Linked DNA regions of Mus musculus: region 1 is linked to region 2. The links are chromatin contacts, called in public Hi-C maps. All regions are on one chromosome and are shown on one strand. Each heading gives the region's core, a stretch centred on a gene start, on an enhancer-like site or on the middle of the called end of the contact. The rest is flanking DNA. Distances are from core to core; before and after follow the strand shown. Region 1 holds the start of Mtus1 (mitochondrial tumor suppressor 1). Region 2 has its middle 19 kb from the start of Adam24.

The links. A called contact is a pair of places that touch in the nucleus more often than the background predicts.
Region 1: a contact with region 2 is called in a Hi-C map of liver, with 1.9 times the contacts expected there. The contact joins the promoter of Mtus1 here to the enhancer-like site in region 2. A contact is called at or near these places in 1 of 484 Hi-C or Micro-C datasets (liver) and 1 of 115 datasets of contacts at active chromatin or transcription factors (bone marrow-derived macrophages).

Annotation. Positions count from the first base shown.
Region 1 is chr8:41,128,600-41,135,404 of GRCm38.p6, reverse strand. Mtus1 (mitochondrial tumor suppressor 1) reads left to right here and starts at 1,679. Exons shown (of 14, transcript NM_001005863.2): 1 at 1,679-1,924.
Region 2 is chr8:40,652,600-40,659,231 of GRCm38.p6, reverse strand. No RefSeq gene overlaps it. Among named protein-coding and RNA genes, the nearest start is that of Adam24, 19 kb to the left of the region's middle. Within about 2 kb of position 5,346, at least 9 of the 459 cell types and tissues checked have an H3K27ac peak or open chromatin away from gene starts, as enhancers often do. A contact at or near this core is called in liver, where this site is marked.

The DNA.
Region 1 (6,805 bases), core at 430-2,929, 480 kb before region 2:
AATGCAGTGGTGGTGGGAATCTGGATGTGTGTGGATTATATTGGGCCAAATCATCGGGGGCACGTGGCTTATAAAGGCTTAAATAATATGTTTAACACAAGGAGGATTTTCCTTAGGGAGGAAGCATGTTGCTAATTAGCATAATTATCTCATGACTTGCCAGAAAAAAACATCCGGGGCTTTTTTTTTTTTTTGGTTTTGTTTTGTTGGGTGCCTTTTGCTCAAGGGAGAATTGTCCGATGGTTTTTAATGCTGTGCCACTTTAAAACTAGTCACATGATTTTTTTCCTAACGTCAGACAGAGTTGATATTACGACAGGGATTTCAAAGATAAGCAAGAGGTGTTATCTACTGGAATATGGAGGGAAAAAAAGGGGGAGTCGGGCCTGCTCGGCTGGGTTTGTGCCTGCCTTGGCTGCCCTCACAGTGTGACCATGTGCAAGTCACTTGGCTTTTCTGAGCTTCGGTTGCCTCACTCAAATAATAGAGATAATAATCTAACCTATTTACAGCAGGGTCTACTTGTGAGCGAAGAATGGATCATTGTTCACGTGAAAGCACTTAAAGCTATAAACAGCAAAGCTATTAGATCATCCAGCATTCGTGGTATAGGCAACCTCTGAAATGCTGCTTCTGCTCCCTCACCCCCACCCCCGTCCCCCGCCTCTGCGCTCCAAGAAATGTACTGAAAATGCTTTTTCAGCAATCCCAGGCCACGTAGTTTTATATATGTATACACACATGCATACATTAAACTTAGAGTTCTGGGTTGTCTGACATGTTCAGGAATGTTTTTATCTGTTACAAGCAGGCTATCAATCTTTAGGGAAAAAACCTTATATTAAAATATGCTTAGTGGAGGCTGAAATTTCCTCAGTTTGATTCAAGAACAAGGACTTTGGCTTTCAAGTGGCCAGACCTAGCTTCTCTTCCTAGCTTCTCCCACTACCCCAACCCCACCCCCATCTGAACTTCTAACAGTCGGAGTGCTGGTTTCTTTAATCTTTAATAGGTGCTCGCTAGTAATCTGCTCGGAAGTCTGAAGACAATATAGGGCGCAGGTGGGACTCTCCGAGAACAATCAGTGCTGCTTCCTTATAAACCCTTACGCTGATAAGCCTGCAACTTCCCCACCTCCCAACTCCAAAGCCCTTCGCGGGACAGGGAATTCTGGCTGCGAGGGGACCCAGGAGGAGCCAATCCTCCCTCTGGCTAGCTAGCCTGTCCGACGGTCCTGGGGCCCCAAAGTTGGGCTTGGCAGAGCTTAGCTTTCCCACCAGGACGTGAATGGTTTGGGGTCGCGCGGGACAGCCAGCCAAGCGCGCAGTCAGCAGCGGTGGCTTTGCGACACACGTGGCAACAGGTGCAGCGCGATCCAGGACGTACGCCCGGGGCTTGTGGCTTATGTTGACGTTTAGCCAGGGAGCCCGACCCGGCTGGCGACCGTAGTGGAGCTCCGCGGGAGTCATCGTGCCTCAAGGAACCCCTGCTCGTCTCTCAGGTTAGTTTTTTTGGGGGGCACTGCCCCTTCTGCCCCCCTCTCCCCCCCGCAACCTGGCCTTTGTCTGGGCTCTAGGAGCCGCCGCGGGCGAGGGGCGAGGCCACCCAGCCCAGGATCCTCCGCCTTCGCTCCTCCCCCTGGCGGCCCGGGGCGGGGAGGCTGGGACGCCCGGGCTCCGGGTTCCCGGTTCCCGCCTGGCCGCCAGGGTGCTGGTGCGGGTTGGGGTCGATCTGCAAGCCCCAGGTACAGACGTCTCCAAGGCAGGACCCGCCGAGGGTGCAGAACGCCGTGGCTCCCCCCAGGGCTGGCTCCCCGGCTCTGCGGGCAAGCGCGGAGTGGATCCCATTCCGTCGCCCATCCCGGCCGCGGTGGGGACCTCCGGAGAACGAGGAGCTGGGGAGCGGCGACTGCAACGCACTCACGGTGACCGGACTGGCTTTCCGGGGAGGGGGGCGGGTGTCCTAGTGGGTTTCAAAGTAGGAGGAGTGGGGAGGCTGAGCTCACGTGGGACCCGCGGGGCTCCTGCAGGACAGCGGGCTGCAGTTGCTGTCACCTTGAAAGTGACCGAGGCGGTGGGTTTATTGTGGATAAAGGACAACTGTCAAGTTTGCATCCTCGGTGGAAAGCCGCCCACCAAGCGCTGGATTCTGGCTCTGGACCTGGCAGCCTCAGGCTTCCGGCTGGGCGACTTGCCGGGGTCCATTCCCACTAAGCAGTCAGGGCAGAAAATATGGGAGAAAGGGAATTAGTGCAGTTCCCCAGGTCCTCATGCGGGTTTTACTCCCTGCAGCCTGCGGGTTCTTACAAACTCTAAGGGAAAGCCCACGTTGAGGGTCGCCGTATTGATTACTCAATAGAGGACTTAGCTCGAATTTCCGCGAAGTCTTTGCGCCCCCCCCCCCAACTAGGGTGATCTGTTCACTTTTCACTTGTAAAAGTGACACATTGAATTGTAAACATAGCTTGCATACTGGCACTCACTCTGCAAAATGCTACTTTTAAATTGTCTTGTGTTCTACCAGAGGAAATCCAGTGTATTTTGTTTGTCTTAAAACCAGAGTCTTAGGCAAAACAGGAGGAAAGCGAGCTTTCATGTTCTGCCAGGTGATTGGAGTTCAATCAAGGTATCAAATCACAGCGCGGTGGGGGTGGGAGTGGATTCCGGGGATCCGGAGACAACTTGTGGGAGGGCAAAAAAGAGGTGGGGTCGGGCCCCCGCTAAACATATGACCTCTGTAAGGAATGTTTTACAAATAGGTTATCAGTTTAAATAGTTCATCCCCGTTCTCTCCAGCAATCCCTTTAGGGCAATCTGTACTCTGTTGTGTGGGTGTGTTTAAACTTCTTGTTTACAGATTTATTTCTCAAGAACTGTATCGATAAGAAAAGTTATGCAAGAAAACCTGTTCCTGCCCTGTTTTTTTAAAAAAGGCATAGAATTTAGTTTAAAATACTTTTAAAATGTTGTATCGATCTTCACCTGAACCCTCTCTCCACTGCCCCGGCCCCCCCCCCCCGTGACCCACCCCCTTGTTCAATGGATGGAGCGAAGAGTTTTGTATATACCAAACACCTGGATTATCATTGATAGCTGCCCCAGCCCCTCACCTGTTCCTTTTAAAAACTAGATTTATGTGGGAAACAAATTGTGTTTGGGAGAGGTCTGTACCTTTTAATTAACCGTTAGGAATTCAAGGATAATTTTTGTAGGGTTTAGCTAGGATTGTGAAATTCTGGATAAATTTCTTGTAGACTTTTTGGAAACTAGAGTTACAAGAATTAAGCTTTTAAGAAGCATGTTGATTAGTAACCCTGAGAGCTCTGATTTCAACCGGAATGGACCGCTGATGTATACAGTTTGATACATTCAGGAAAATAAGAGTCAATCCCACCATTTCTCTTTTTCTCCCCTTTGTAAACTATAATGAAAATTCCCCCATTATATAAAGCCTTCAAAATCTTAATAAGTGTTACACATTATATTCTATACACGTGTCGATTTACTTAACCTTGTTTTACAAGCTGATCTTTTCATTTTCAGTTACTGTAATTAAATATGCTATTGCAACCCTTAATCGCTTTTAAAATTTTGTCTGCAAGGTAGGTTTCCTTAGGATAAAGTCCTTGGAAATCACAATTAGTGGTGCAAAAGTTTCTTTTAAAAATATTGAACTTTGGTCTCCAAAACGCCTTAGTCAAACTAAGCAGACCAGAACTGGCTCTTGTGTTACCGTCTTTCTAACACCCTTAAAAGGAAGTAGTATTGCCAGCTTTATAGGTGAAGAGTGCAATCTTGGTATTTATGTTTCCATTTCTAGGATTGCAAATGTTATCAAGTACCCCACATGGGTTTCTAGTTCCTTTTCTTGTTTTCTTTTCATTTTGAGACAGGGTTTCTTTGTGTAGCCTTGACTATCTTCAAATTTGTCCTGTAAACCAGGCTGGCCTTGAACTCAGAGATCTGCTTGCCTCTGCCTCCCAAGTGCTGGGATTAAAGGCATGTGCTACTACATCGGGATAGTTTTCCTTTTATTTCAGTGTAGCATCACATTTTCCTCTTGGGATATTGGCATTTTTCTACTTATAAAAACCTCCTCCAGGCCGTTGGGTTGGCATACATCTGTTCATACTGCAAATATTTTTCTCAATTTGTGTTTGCCCTGTAAACACATTTATAGATGTGTTGACTTCCAGAAGTGTACTTCAGTGTTGTCAAACATGTTGGTTTTTCCCAAAATGGATGTTTAGTAGTTCTGAGTCACAGTTTAGGAACCACATATGGCTGTCACTTCTGGAACTATGACTACAACTTCTATGTTCTGCAGTAGCTGCTGTTGTGCAATTTTTTTTTCCTTTTGCACATGTTAATGACAAATTGTGGAGAATGGTATATGTCATTAGGACGGTCTTAGGGCTTGGAGAAATGGCACAGTCTGCTTCTTCCAGAAGATCTGGGTTTAGTTTCCAGCCCCCACATCAGGAAGCTTACAGATTGCCTGTAACTCCAGCTCCCTAGGGAACTAGTGTCCTCTTTGGGCCCTTTGTATGCACCTGCACTCAATCAGATCAGAACACTTAGGGAAACTGTATATAAATGTTGGGTGAGGGTTTTCCTGATTCTTTGGGACCTGAGGAATCTTGAAACCATCTATTTAATCTTTAGGACATTTTTTTCATATCTCTTTCTGTCCAGAAAGCCCTGCAATCACTCTAAAAGCTTGAGTTGAACCCATCCATAGAATGTGTCCATAAGCTTATCATGTCTTGCCTTGCCCTACCCTAAAGCTGAGAAAATGATCAAGACAATCTTGAATCTAGGTGTTTGTAGTGCTTTAAACCTCTATCAGATGATTCCATGTTTGTATCTTTTCAGTGACAACACTCCACAGATCTGTGTTTCCTAGTATTCTGGGGGAAACCTTTTTAATTCATTGGCTATCTTATCAGCATGGCTGTGTCGTCTGTGAGCTTTTGAATTCATTGATGAATATTTTAATGTGTTCTTTGCTACCAATAGAGCCAACAACTCAAAAGTTCAGAGATGTCTTTGAAGAAACTTTTCAATTGGCATCACATTGTTTGGAATTTGTTTTATGTGTATGAATGTTTAGCTTGAATATGTACCACATGCATGTCTGATGTTCATGGAGGTCAGAACAGGGTGTCACATCCCCTGGAACTGGACTTACATGTGGTTGTGAGCCAGCATGTCGTTATTGGAAGCTGAGCCAAGGTCCTCTGTAAGAACCACTGTTAACCACAGACTCTTCTCTCTAGCCCCTTACCTAGCATTTTTATGGTATCCAAAGAGGTAACATTGTGTGTATGATCCAAAATCAAGTAGTAGCCATTGGCTTGGAAAGAGACAGCATTCTCCTCCTTATCCAGTAGCTGTGTGGCAATGGACCATGTGTGGTTGGTTAGAGCATGACTACATAGCCAGGTCTCAGGATGTATGCCTGCAGTTGTAGCACTGGGGAGGTAGATGCAGTAAGATCAAGACCAGTGTTGGCTACAGCCTAAAGTGTGGCTAGCTGGGTTTACATGAGTCTTTGTCTCAAAAAGTAAATTGTCAAAGTCTACAGAGAGCTGCAACTTTCACATCTGGTGGGACTGTTCAGAGAACATACCTTTAAAGATTTCTCTGTAACAGCTCAAATGGTTAGAGTTTCAGATGGCCAGCAAATGTTAGTTGATTTGGACTTTCTTGAAATCTCTTGACCAAGTTTGGCCTTCACCTCACAGAGAACTGACAGATTCTGCCTCCACCCTGCTGAGATTAAAGCCAGGTGCCTGAAATCTTGTGCTTAGCCAAGAAATGTAGGTGCTATACAATCAAAACAACAAAGTCTGAGAAACTTAGGTGCTATACAATCAAAACAACAAAATCTGAGAAAAATGTAAATCCCTGGGATTGAAAGTCTTTGGAATTTGCGGCTCTGGGGATTATAAAGTCTACTCTCTTATAGTCCATTTGCAATTTTTGCCATATTTTTTCCCCATTTTTTTGAGGCAGGGTTTCTATGGACCAGGCTGGCCCCCATCTCAGAAATCTTCAAGACTCTGCCTCCTAAGTGTTGGGATCAAAGGTATGTGCTACCATCACCTGGCCCAGATTATTTTTAATATTCATTATTGTAGTTTAGTTTAATACGGAATTGCTGATACGTGTTTTCTTGATGTCCAAATCTATAGTTGATAAGTTTCCCAAATTCTAACACTATTAATAGATTAAGTTATGTTTTTTGAAGGGGGCGAAAACAAACAACAAAAACAACAAAAAAACCTTTGAAGGCTTGAGATAGCTCTGCTCTGGAATCTTGACTCTACTCTGGGTCTCTGAAGACCTTGAGCAAGTTTATCATCAGCCCCCCTTCTTGCATACTGTCCTTAGGCCCTAGGGGTGTGCCACCAAGCTGAGAGTTAAGAATGGCTGTTCAGGGTTTATGTTTGGGCATCCAAAAATGTCTCCATAAAAGGAGATGACACTCAACAGACAGACAGACAATATACAGACATACAGACAGAGCGAGCAAGCACTAGTGCCAGGATATGTTGTCCTCTGAAGAAAAAGAGGATCTGGGAAATGGCTAAGCTAGCCTGAAGTCTTGTTTTATAAAAGCCTGCTTGACAAGCGTGCAGACTTTGGGTGCAGTCTCTATCCTTTGCTTAGGATGGTTCAGTATAATTAGGGATTGAATGTGACTTTCTTTGAAATGTTTGTTTCCAAGCCAAATTTCATAAAAGTTGATGGCAGTTACAGTTTTTGAAATGACTTCAGTGTTTCTTGAAATCAGCTTCCCT
Region 2 (6,632 bases), core at 4,097-6,596:
GTCAGTGTAGGGGGAATTCCGTGGAGGGAGAGGACATTTAGGCTGCAGTGTGTCACCATCGTCAGAGAAAGGGGATTGACTTACACAGTTTGTCAGGTGCCATCCTGCTTCATAGCACAGTTTGCATCCCATGTGTCTTGCCTCACTTGGTATTTCTGCTTACCCAGAAAACTCATCATGAAAAGAAAGCTTACCTCTTAATCACAGCCTAAGGGGGTGCCCCCTTCTAACCCAGACGCCACGGGAAACATTGCAGTGTTGCCTGGCATTGCAACCCTTTGGGTTAAGGAAAAGGAGCACTAGGAAGCTGTGAACCCAGGCAATCTGGAGAGGGAACCCGGCTCTTGGTACTCATGTTATGCCTTGGGCTGCATCTTGAAGAGAAAGTGAATCCAGGGCTCTAACATTGTCTTTATAAACTAACATACAGGAGGCGAAAGAAAGCTTTGGGAAGTTACCCTGGTTGGTTTACAGAGAAAGGTGGGGATCAATGAGAATGTTTTAGAGCATTTTCCCAGTGTGGGTGGTAGGATTGTTTTTGTTTTGTTTTGCATCTTAAGTGTTAGGGCATCTCAAATCTTGGAGGATGGAGAGAATAATATAATGGTGCATCCATGTGTCATGTGTTCTGGCTCAGATAGGACTCAAAGTTTGTAATAGACTCACAAATGCCTGGAACGCACCAAACTGATCAGATGAGGTCGCAGAAAAGGGTCTCCACAGACTGTAGAGATGACTCAGTGGTTAAGAGCACATGCTGCTCTTGGGGAAGACCCAAGTTTAGTTCCTAGCACCTATGTTGAGCAACTCACAACCCCCTATCACTCTGGCACCAGGGAATCTAAGACCATCTTCTGTCCTCCATGGATAATGTAGTTAAGTGAATATATACACAGTTAAACATAAAAACAAAAAGATCTGAGATTTTTCAGTTACTTTCTGCTAATCCAAAGAGATATATATTCATAGATATGTATATGCATATATATACGTGTGTATGTGTGTGTGTGTGTGTGTGTGTGTGTGTCTTCTCCTGGCATGTCTAGGCTTCAACATACATATGAAATAGCATGGGTCGGAATGTCTCAGATGTGCCATGAAAAAGCATGCTTTTTGTATTATTATTACTGTACTATTTTATATGTATGAGTGTTTTGCCTGCATGTATGTCTGTGCATCATGTATGTGCCTACTACCCACAAAGGCCAGAAGAGAGTGTCAGATTCTTGGACATCTGTGGGACAGACTCCCAAGTGGGTGCTGAGAATTGAAACCAGGTCCTTTGGAAGAGCAGCTAGTGCTCTTAACTGCTAAGTTATCTCTCCAGGCCAGCCTTTAGTATTCTCAAATAATTCTTTCCATAGCCTTCAAGTAGTTATTAAGATCTTTTTGTCAATTTCCTTAGCATGAAATTTTAATCAAGTTTTCTGAGTTTTCTTATCTGTGTTCTAATAAATGTGATCATCTAAATTTAAATATGTGTATGTACATTGTGGGGTTGGTAGTATAGTTCATTGTAGAGCAAATGATATTAGGCTCTGAAGACACTCTTCTCCACGCCCCCCAAAATAAACAAGTGAAAATCCCCAAACTAAAATAAAACCATTTTTAGAAGAAATAATAAAACAGACCAAAAGAATTTCTGATGTGTCTTCAGATATAGATATTCAAACGTTGTATTCCTTTTATGTTTCTTGGGGGTAAGAACAGTAACACTCTACATGGGAAGATAGGTCTTACCTCTATAGGAAATAAGAAAACAAAAACTAAAAGACATTCTTATATATGTCTAGAGTTTGAAAGCATTCTTTGAACTAGAGGAGGGAACAGATATTTAAAAAATTAAGTCTTTTGTGCTCTTTTCCAGGGAACAACTATTTACTATAATAAAGAATTGCATATATTAATACTTAAACTTTACAAGGAAGACTTGAAACTTACAGCACAAGTTTCAATACAGCACCTCTTAGTCCTGAAGATTTTCCTGTTTGCTACATTTAGTTTTGCTTTCATGAATGCTTGTGATTTGCTCCTACCAAGTTTTATGTGGGTTTGAGCCCTATCCAAAGATCTGTCCAACATTTCTAGTGAGCTCCACTGTCTGACAGGTTAGAGCTTAATCCCATAGAGGATGGATATCTGCCATAGTTTGCCTCATTTTAAATAGACAGAGAGATAGTGGACAGGACAAACAGGAAACCAATGCTGGGGCCTCACGTCACAGTTTGGGTGATTTATCAGAAATGCCATGTAGGGTTCCCAGAGTAAATATTTCCAAATTTAACACTGCATTGAAACACCTGAATGGAGCTAATGTTATAGAATTAAATTTAAAGAATTTGACATCTTGTACTTGATGTACCTTCGTGAAACCTCTCTCTCTCTTTCTCTCTCTCTCTCTCTTTCTCTCTCTCTCTCTCTCTCTCTCTCTGTGTGTGTGTGTTTAGCATATAACTTCAGACTCTGTTCTTCTTAGTCCCTAAAATACTGAATGCGAGATTTCCCGCCTCCCACCTCTCCGTGAGGACACTGTATATATGGGTGCACGTGGGCATGCACAGCCTTGTGAAGGCCAGAGGATATGCTCTGCCTGCCCCCAAGATTAGGATTAGTGTTTGCACACCAGGTCCTCAGAATTGAACTGTGTGCATCCTGCTTTTAGGGTAAGGACTTCCCTAATTAAGCTATGATATCAGACCTTGGTGTATGATATTACGTAAGATATTCCTATGTAATATCATACATAGAACCACAAAGTTTAGAAACAATAGCAAGGCTGAATTATACCAACACAGGACAAAGAAACTTCATACAAAATAAAAAGACAGACGTAAGCAGACTTTTTGTTTTTACCTTAAATGAACTGAACCCAATGGTTAAAAATATTTTGAGCTGGATGCTGAGCGACCTTCTAAGCTTTGAACTTGATTAATAGTAGGTTGCAGTTAATAATTTATTCAGCACACATTAAAGAGTTTAAAAAAGATAAGCACCCGTTCTAATGTAGTTTATTCTCTAAAAAATACAGAGCTTAAATTTTTTATTCAAGTAATTATTTCGCCTAAGATGTGACTCCTGAGACTGTATTGGCTACAGTGATGGTCTGGATAGTCACGTGATCAACAGTTGTCAATCACTGATTAAGTAAGCAGCAAGTACCAGGATAGGTGTTAGATCTATAAAACTGGGGAGGTCTTGTAACAGAATACTGTAACACAATGTAGCCAGTGCTGAGGTTAGAGTTCTGGCTGAGGTCTCCAGGAGAACATGAGGTCAGGACAAAGCGCTACCTCAGAGAACTGGGAAAAGCCTCAACAGAAGAGGGGACTTTGAACTGCGTTTTGAAAGACCAGCAGACAATTTCCAGAGAAGGAACAACTGGACATTCCAGCTCCCAACTCTCCCAAGACACAGTTTTAATCTGACCAAACTTTTACTCATAGCTAACTCTGAGTGTCTTGTGTGGCGGTTTGAGTGCTCCGTAGGAGACAGGATGTGTCGGGGAGAGTCGCCCAAAGGATCTCAAGAGTTTCCATGATCCGATGAACTCCAGTGGTGGGAGGGATCTGCTCTTAGTTGGAAGAAAAGAATTCTTGGGGTGAACAGGGTGTGGGACTGTTTCCACAGGAAGGTCTGCAGCTGCCTCTCACAGCTACATTAAACAGCAAAAAGCAAACACTTTCTTCTATTCTTAGCACGCTTTCTTGGCACACGCGTCCAGCTCTGGAAGGATGAAGACAGTTTTCTCCAGTCATAGATGTGTCTTCTTGTTTTGTTTATTTCTTTTCTTCTTTTCTTTTTGTTTTTAATTTTGTTTTGTTGTTGTTGTTGTTTTTAAATCAGCCTTCCTCAGCAACTGGAAAGCCTTTGTCCCAGTCTCATTCTGCGGCAGAGAAGTGCACTTTAAAACGAAGCAATTCACTCCCAAGAAAAAGATATTCCTGCTTATTGTCATTTAACTACAGATTAGTGATGTGCAGGAAATGCAAGGCCCACTTCCCAGGTAGAGCAACAGTTCTCAGTCTTCCTAATGCTGCAGCCCTTTATACAGGTTCCTCACGCTGTCGGGACCCTAAGCATAACCTTACTTCGATACTACTTCCTAACTGTACTCTTGCTACTCTTATGAATCTCAATGTAAGTATCTGATGTGGGACCCCTGGGAAAGGGTCGTTTGACCCTACAGGTTGAGAACACATGGAGTAGAGTGTGCTTGGGACTAAAGCTCTTTGCAGATTCAGAAAACAAAGTGGTCTGAGAGTGAATGGAATGGATCAGATGACTAACTGATGTTCAGCTAGTGAATGAAAGAGAAGCAAGCAAAAAAACAACCTTATAATACATAGTCTCAACAAAAAACATAAAAATTGAAAGACAGGCAGGGAATTCTGATTTCAGTGTGTCATATTGAGTATTCACCTTCACAAAGGAGAGGTAAGTTGCTGATAATTTAAATAATCTCCATTTTTACTCCTCATGAACAGTGTTTGGGGCTATAGTTTAAATCTTAAATCAAAGACAAAACCCTAGAAAAGAGTAATTACTCATCCAAATGATATTTATCTTTTTTAAAAGTTTTTTAAAATTTATTACGTGTGTGTGTGTGTGTGTGTGTGTGTGTGTAACTGTGGGGCCAAAACTTCATGCTACAGTGTGCTTGTAGTTAGAGGTCCACTTGAGAGAGCTGGTTCTTGCCTTCTAGCATATGGGTCCTGAATATAAAACTCAGGCCCATCAGAGTCGGGGACAGCCACCTTTCCTCACCCAACCATCTCACTAGCCTTCCATTAAGTCTTTTGAATAAAGTTTTACAAAGTAATTAAAAGAAAATCATAAAAAGATAGTGATCCTATTTTTAACTTGGATTTTACCTAATTTACTTATTTAGTCTCCAAGGTCCTATCGAGAACTTGAGATGTTTTAATTTTACCTGGTTTTGGACCTGGTACTTGCTAGGCAAGCTAAGCACCCTAAGCTACATCTCTGCCCCTTCATTTCACTTCTTTGGCATTTGTAACTAAAGAGCGACAATTGTTTTGGCACACGCAATTTCATCTCAAACACTCCCTGCCTTAAATGAACACAGGCCTTACTTGAGTAGACAGCTTTTGTGTTTTTCTGTTCTGAGCTGTTGAGAGGAGAGCTCCTTCAGAATTTTTCCTCTTTCTAAGGCTTTATAGCCATTCTTTGGGGCTCGATTGAGGCCATCTTCGTCGCCATCTTCGTCGTAATCCATTCACCTGAGGTGCTCTTGTTGAATGGCTGTTTTCACTGTGCAGTCCTTGGCTTTCTGTGACCCACCAGCTAAGCTTGCAATTGTTTGCCATTTGTTAACTGCCCAACCTCTTACACAGTTGGCTTTCAGAGTCCTGGTGTGGGTGCTGGTTTTCCTCAGGAAGGTCGTTGATGCGTGAGGACAAGACCTTTTCTTCCTGTGGCTTCCACAGAGTTTAGCTCAGCAAATATTTGTTGATCTGAATAATTGGCTAATTCAACAAACGTTTAACAGACAGCTACCATGTGAAATGAACTCACATAGACCCTGGATCTTCTCCTACGTTTCTCTTAGAGGCTGCCAGCAACGCCAAGTCTTTTAGACTTTAAAATCTTCATAGTTTATTCATGAGCCAATAATTTCCGTAAGTTAATCATTTGAAATTTTTGTATTTGGCATAAAGGAAGAGTGGGGGAGAGAGAAAGGGAGGAGATATTGAAACATGTTGTATGCCCGCCCGCGGCCTACTTGAATCGGGTACACCTGAGAGGTAGGCTGGGGCTGAAAAGAGAGAAACTAGAGAGAGAAAACGGAGCCAAGACAAAGGTACTGATCAAGCTAAGAGAGTGTGCTTATAAGGGGGAAGGCCCATCCCCCGTAAGTCCATTCTTGGTATCTGGAGATAGATAGGATGTTCCTCCAGAATATCTCAAGGGCCTCGCAGCAGGTAGCAGTGTCTTGGAGGAGAGCAGTGGCTGGTGACAGAACAATAGAGCCATCTAGGTCGGAAGGCTCCACCCTAGGTAATTTTCTTAGTGGCAAGCAAGGTCAAAGTCTGGATCAGCCTGCTTTGAGGCTGGGGGAGGCTACAGAAACAGTTATGTGATATTAAAAATCTAAAGATTTGGTTTATTTTATATCTTATTTGACATTTCCCTCTATACTGTAATTTACTACTAACGTCAGCTACTATTACTGTGACGTAAATCACTATAAATGTTGTCCCTGCGCTGATGTGACATATCTCTGTGAAGTTGAGACTCAGACACTTCCCTTGACCCTCTAACAAGACGTGATCCCTTGGGTGAAAAATTCCAATGGATTATGTGATTCCAGAACGTTAGCATCACTAGTAACATGGTGACCTCATCAACAGCTGTGCCAGTGGAAGAACGGGTGTGAGAGTGTGAGTTAGGACCTGTGATTCTGAATATAACTATATAACTTAGCTATCGTACTTCTTAAGAAAACAAAATTAAGATTTTCCCTCATAATTATCACAATGTCTATAGTCTTTCTTTTTCTTTCTTTTTTTGTTTTTGTTTTTTTTGTTTTTTGAGACAGGGTTTCTCTGCATAGCCGTGGCTGGCCTGGAACTCACTTTGTAGACCAGGCTGGCCTCGAACTCAGAAATCCG